2 separate regions of the Triticum aestivum genome follow, and region 1 is linked to region 2. A link is a contact called in public HiCAR-type data. All regions are on one chromosome and are shown on one strand. The core of a region is the stretch at or near the end of the contact, and the rest is flanking DNA. Distances in the headings are between cores, read along the strand shown. Region 1 holds the start of LOC123122601 (mavicyanin). Region 2 holds the start of LOC123122597 (cytochrome b561, DM13 and DOMON domain-containing protein At5g54830).

Region 1 (2,715 bases), core at 154-2,653, 180 kb after region 2:
CCAAGTAGCCAAGGGGAATCCCAGAAAGGTGTTTTGGCATCATTGCCAACAGTGATAGCGGTGGAGGCATAAAAGAAATCAAGGCCTTCCTCGTTGCATGGGTTACCCAACCCAACCCAAAGCTTGTTTGGCTCATTCCATTCATACCAAGGCCATCTCAGCGGCAACCACGTGCAAATTTGTCGGTTTCAGGACCCCAAGGCCTCGGTATTTCGAAGGACGAAAAACCACCTCTTTATTGACCTTGCACTTGGCCCTCGTCGTCTTGTCTGAGCTAGACCAAAGGAAAGCCCTCTCATCTTGTTGAGGTTATGAAGAGAGCCCTGCGGCACAATAAGGGGCATGATGAGTACACCGCTTTGGAGGTGATAACCGATTTGACGAGGGTCATGCGCCGAATGATGGTGATGTTTTGCCCTCCCAAGCTAGCAATTTTTTGGCTGCTTTGTCTTCAAGATATTGGAAGTCAACCTTCCTAAGTTGCCAAACCAAGACTTGGAGGCCCAAGTATTCCATAGGGAAATAAGCTCTAGTTGTCGGAGCGCTGTGGAGGATATGCCCCGAATCAAGATGATTGCATCAAATGAGCACCACCGAACTTTTACGGAAGTTGGTGCAAAGGCCTGTCACATCGCCAAACCCTTAAGATGGCCGAGAGGTTTTCCATGCCCCTCTTAATTGGAGCCATAAAAATGGTCGTGTCGTCCGCATAGAGGAATGTACACACCATGGCGCCACGTCCTCGAATCTTATGTCTAATGCCTTTACTAGTTGCAAGGTCGAGGATTTGAGGGAGAGGGTCAATCGCAAGGCGGAGAATGGGGGTCCCCTTATCAAAGCCCTCGGCCATGTTTGATAGAAGGCACGGGCAACCCGTTGAGGAGGAATCGCAAAGAGGAAGAGGAAAGTAACGTGGCAATCCAATCCTGAAATTGCTTGTAAGGTTGTAAAAGCTTTCAGCCAGCACCATTATGAGAATATATTCTTGTGCTCTCTAGAGCTTCACGCCTCTATCAGTCTACTGCTGCCTTTCCTGTAATTTCATTACTATCATTGTAACTCTCCCTCCTAGAGTGCGCTTTCGGCATCGCCATGGAATTGCTCCGGCATTTGTGGCATGTGTATGCGTTGCTTAGCACAGAAGGCGACCACGGAGCGCAAGAGGCAAACTTTTTTTATGTTTGAACTGCCCCACCGGCAAACTTTTGCGGGCGACTTGCCTCGGTTGGCGCGTAGGGATTCAAAAAAGTTTCAAACTCAAAATCTCGGACGAATCTGCAGGAGAAAAACTCGCTCGCTTCCTGCTGCGCCGGCCAGGAGTGGGCCAGGATGTCATGTGCACGAGACCACCAATGAGTGCGCCCTGGCACGAGCAATTTACTTATATGCCACTGATGCCCCCGTGCTCTGCTTGCTTTCCCCATTCACTGCTCACTCTGCTCGCCACTCTCCTCCTCTGCTCACTCTCTCTAGAGGTGAGAGCTGAGCAATGGCGTCCAGGGCGCTGTTGCTCGCCGTGGCCGGGGTGGTGGTGGCGGGGTGCGCGGTGGGGCTCTCCGGCGCGACGGACCACATCGTGGGGGCCAACCGCGGGTGGAACCCCAACATCAACTACTCCAGCTGGTCCGCCAACCAGACCTTCTACGTCGGCGACCTCATCTGTATGCCCAAAGAAAAACCCTCACCCTCTCTCTCTCTCTCTCTTTTCTTCACCTCGGCCTCCCCTCCCCTCTCCCCTCCCCTAGCTCCAGCTCCACCAGATCTACTACTACTTCCCTGCCGCCTCACTCATTCCTGATTTGCAGCGTTCCGGTACCAGAAGGGGACGCACAACGTGTTCGCGGTGAACGAGACCGGCTACGACAACTGCACCATGGACGGGGTCACCGGCAACTGGACCTCCGGCAAGGACTTCATCCCGCTCCCGCACCCCGGCACCTACTTCTTCATCTGCGGCAACGGCTTCTGCCAGGCCGGCATGAAGGTCGCCATCACCGTCCGCATCTTCGATCTCGGCCCAGAGATCTACCCCCCGCCCGCCCCCGGCGCCGACAATCCCCCCTCCTCCTCCTCCTCCTCCTCCTCCTTCGCCGCAGGGGCGTGGCCGGCAGCGGCAGCGGCGGCCACCGCGCTGGGAGCTGCTGCCATCATTGCCCTTTAGTTCCTAGGAGTATCATCTGCAGCAATTGACCGAGACGTGGTCTCTAATCTAGTATAACTAGTTGGGGCGCATTTAACTAGCTAGCTTTCCTGATGTAATGTAACCGCATCTGCATTTCGAGTATCAGTAGAATGTACTCATGGATGACCACGGCAGTTGCAATTCATCAAGATAGATCCAAAACGCTGGGAAAAAAAAAGCTCTGCAATTTATCCACAACCCATATCCACCAACCAAGATCGACAGCTATGTATATTGGACAAAAGGCTACAAGAACAAACCCTATGGGAATTGTTGAATAGAATCCCTCTGTTATATACACCACTTCACTTACTGCTATCTGATTTTGTCTATCACCGATTAGACCCTTTCTGAACCATGTGGCTTGGCCTTGGAGCGCTGCTGTTTCGACCGGGTCACGACCTTCTGACCATCGCTTTGCCTCGGAGCGCTACTTCGACGACGACGGGGTCTTTGGGGCATCAGGCTCGCTGTTCACAAAGGGGACAGGGGAGGGGCTCAGATTCTGAAAGAGTAGCTCAGGTTTTACAATG
Region 2 (2,802 bases), core at 156-2,655:
TTTGGGTAGCGCACTGCTGGAGCGGATGTCACAACCAGTGGCGTCTTCCCGTCGGCAATGATCCTGTCCTGGTCTTGCTTATTGTCGGCATCCAACGGTCCAAGGCAACTGTCCACTGCCTCGGACAAATTGAGCCTCATCAACCCAAAGGTTTCATCCCTCGGACCCCCATGATTCTGCGGAAGGTAGTGCGGCCGCAAAGTGTCCGGCGGACGCAGCTTTCCGATGGCCCAGACCACAGCCATCTCCTCCGTGGCACCAACAAGCACATCATATTTGTCATCCTCACTGTCGAGTTTCCTCTTGTACCTGACGAAAGACACACCATCCCGCCGGTGCCCATAAACCAGCCTGGAATCGTTCCTCCCGTCATCGTAAGCACTGTCCGGGCACACTCCGGACACAGGCAGGTCATCCTTCCCCATGGTGCACTCACTGTAGTCGGTAATGTAGTAGTCCTCAGCGAACGGCATACCTTCCTCGGTGAAGCCAGCGACGACGACGTCGGAGCGGACCATGGCGGGGGAGTTGGCCTTGGGGTCAGCCCACCCGAAGGCCATGTAGTACTCGGAGCCGACCGCGGCCTCGAGGCCGATGTCGACCTCGCCGGCGGATGCGTTGAGCGTCCAGCGAAGGCGGTAGCCCTCAGAGAGCTGGACGCAGTTGTCGAACATGGTGGGCGTGGCGATCCGGGAGGCGAGAGCGGCGGTGGCGTTGGAGGAGTTGGAGGCGGCGGAGAGGAAGACGTGGCCGAGGTCGGAGGAGGTGTCGGGGTCGAAGATGGCGAGGAGCGGCGGCAGCGGGGCGGAGAAGGGGAGGCGGAGCGTCTCGTTGCGGAAGGTGGCGTTGAGCGGGAGCGGCGAAAAGGGGCGGCCTTTGGCGAGGTCGTCGAGGGAAGGGCCGTCGGCGGCCCAGAAGCGCGCGGACGGGGAGGCGGCGAGGAGGTCGAAGCGCGTGAGCTGGAGCGCGCAGGCGCCGGAGGGGTCGAGGCGCACCGTGCCCCGCAGCTGGTGCTGCAGCATGGTGAGGTCTGCCGCGAAGCCCGCCGTCAGGTTGGTGTGCCGGCACGCCGCGTCCGCCACGGCCGCCAGGATCGCGAGGCAGGCGAGGAGGGGGGCCAAGGCGGGGGCCATGGGATCACCCGGCGGCCCGCCACGCCGCGGCGGATCCTTGGATCGAGATCTGGCCCGGCGGGGCGGCGGGGGGTTGGGATCTGGGGGGAGGTTGGAGTGGGGTTGGGGCTGGGTTCGGGGGAGGAGGGCGGGCGGCGGGACGGTGGCGTGCGTGGGAGGCGAGGCGGCCGGGGGCGGTGGATATTCGGAGGTGGGGTGGGGATGCGACCGCCGCAGTTTGGTGTGGCGGTGGTGGCGAGGCGACTGGGCCGGTGCGGTGCTGGTAGGGAAGCACCACCGGCAGCGCCTACAACTGTCAGTCACTGGCAGGTGGTCCTCCAGGCCCCACGTGTTAGAGAGGCGAGGACGTGTTATTTTTTCCAAAGAATCGAGAAAAAAAAAGAGAGAGAGAAAAAGATGTGTCATTTTGTCGAGCCGAAATGAAAACGTGGCATTTTCTTGAACCACTAGTAGTGATTTTTCTATAACTATACTACTAGTAGTGAATCTTAGATGGAAAATATCCGGGTTTTTTGCACCGACGGATCCAAGGGGCGAACTGAAGTCGTGGCATTCGATCAATAGAAGAATTCTAGATTTCCTAGCATTTTTTGACTCGGTTCTTAGAATGCAATGCACGGCGGACCGTTCAACACAAGGAGATGGACGGCGGATGAAGGGCGGAGAGGAGAAGGAAGAAAAAAAAGAGGAAAGACGAGAAAGGGGGAGGGGAATGGAGGGCTTCGGCGTCATCGTTGGTCACTCGCGAGAGTAGCACCATACACAACAATGACGAGGAGGGGGAGGATGAGGGCGGCGACACAGAAAAGAAAGTGTGGTGAAATGATGGACGACAAAGACGCCGAAAATGGGGATGACATGCGCCCAAAAGGAATATAATGATTTGTAGTTGGTTTTATTGGTTTTCTTTGTTGGTTTTTTTGTTTGACCGTCAAAGAATGCTCGTGGTCGGTGGATCAGGGGTCGATTGTTTGTTTTAGCTACTAATAACTAACAATATAAAAGCAATTATACCGGCATCAGCTTTTTTTTCTCAAACCACTAGTAGTGAATCTTGTAGATGAAAAATATCGGTTTTTTTTCACGGGCATCCAAGGGGCCAACTGAAGTCGTGGCATTCGATCCATAGAAAAATTCTAGATTTCGTAACATTTTTTGACCCGGTTCTTAGAACGCAATCACGGCGGACCATTCAGCACGAGGAGATGAACGACAGATGAAGGGCGGAGAGAAGAAAGATAAAAAGGAAGAAAGACGAGAAAGGGGGAGGGGAAAGGGTCAGGGAATGGCGAGGCAAGGTGGATGGTCGATGCAACGAGGTCGGTGACACGCTGACATGCATGTCGATTGGGTCTCGGCTCCTACCTCTAGGGTTTCGGCGTCACCGGTGAGAATAGTGCCATACACAACAATGACGAGGGAGAGGAGGAGGGCGGCGACGCGGAGAAGAGGTGAAAGGATGGACGACAAAGACATCGAGGGTGATGACGTGCGCCAAAAAGGAATATATTGATTTGTAGTTGGTTTTCTTTGCTAGTTTTTTTGTTTGACCATCATAGGATGCTCATGGTCGGTGGATCAGTGGTCGATTGTTGGTTTTAGCTACTAATAACTAACAATTATACCATGCTTCATAGGAGGGTAAAGCAGTTGATGTATCGATGCTTAC

What was found. HiCAR-type assays count read pairs that join an accessible place to other places.
Region 1: a HiCAR-type map of leaf shows a contact between it and region 2, with 5 times the contacts expected there. The contact joins the promoter of LOC123122601 here to the promoter of LOC123122597 in region 2. A contact is called at or near these places in 2 of 5 Hi-C or Micro-C datasets (both in leaf) and 1 of 1 datasets of contacts at active chromatin or transcription factors (leaf).

What each region holds. Positions count from the first base shown.
Region 1 is chr5D:447,464,969-447,467,683 of IWGSC CS RefSeq v2.1, forward strand. LOC123122601 (mavicyanin) reads left to right here and starts at 1,404. Exons shown (of 2, transcript XM_044542824.1): 1 at 1,404-1,661; 2 at 1,806-2,480. The coding sequence starts at 1,490. The coding sequence ends at 2,161. LOC123122600 (probable protein phosphatase 2C 70) reads right to left here. Exons shown (of 11, transcript XM_044542823.1): 11 at 2,348-2,687. The coding sequence ends at 2,681.
Region 2 is chr5D:447,289,856-447,292,657 of IWGSC CS RefSeq v2.1, forward strand. It overlaps LOC123122597 (cytochrome b561, DM13 and DOMON domain-containing protein At5g54830), which reads right to left and starts at 1,406. Exons shown (of 1, transcript XM_044542818.1): 1 at 1-1,406. The coding sequence starts at 1,133.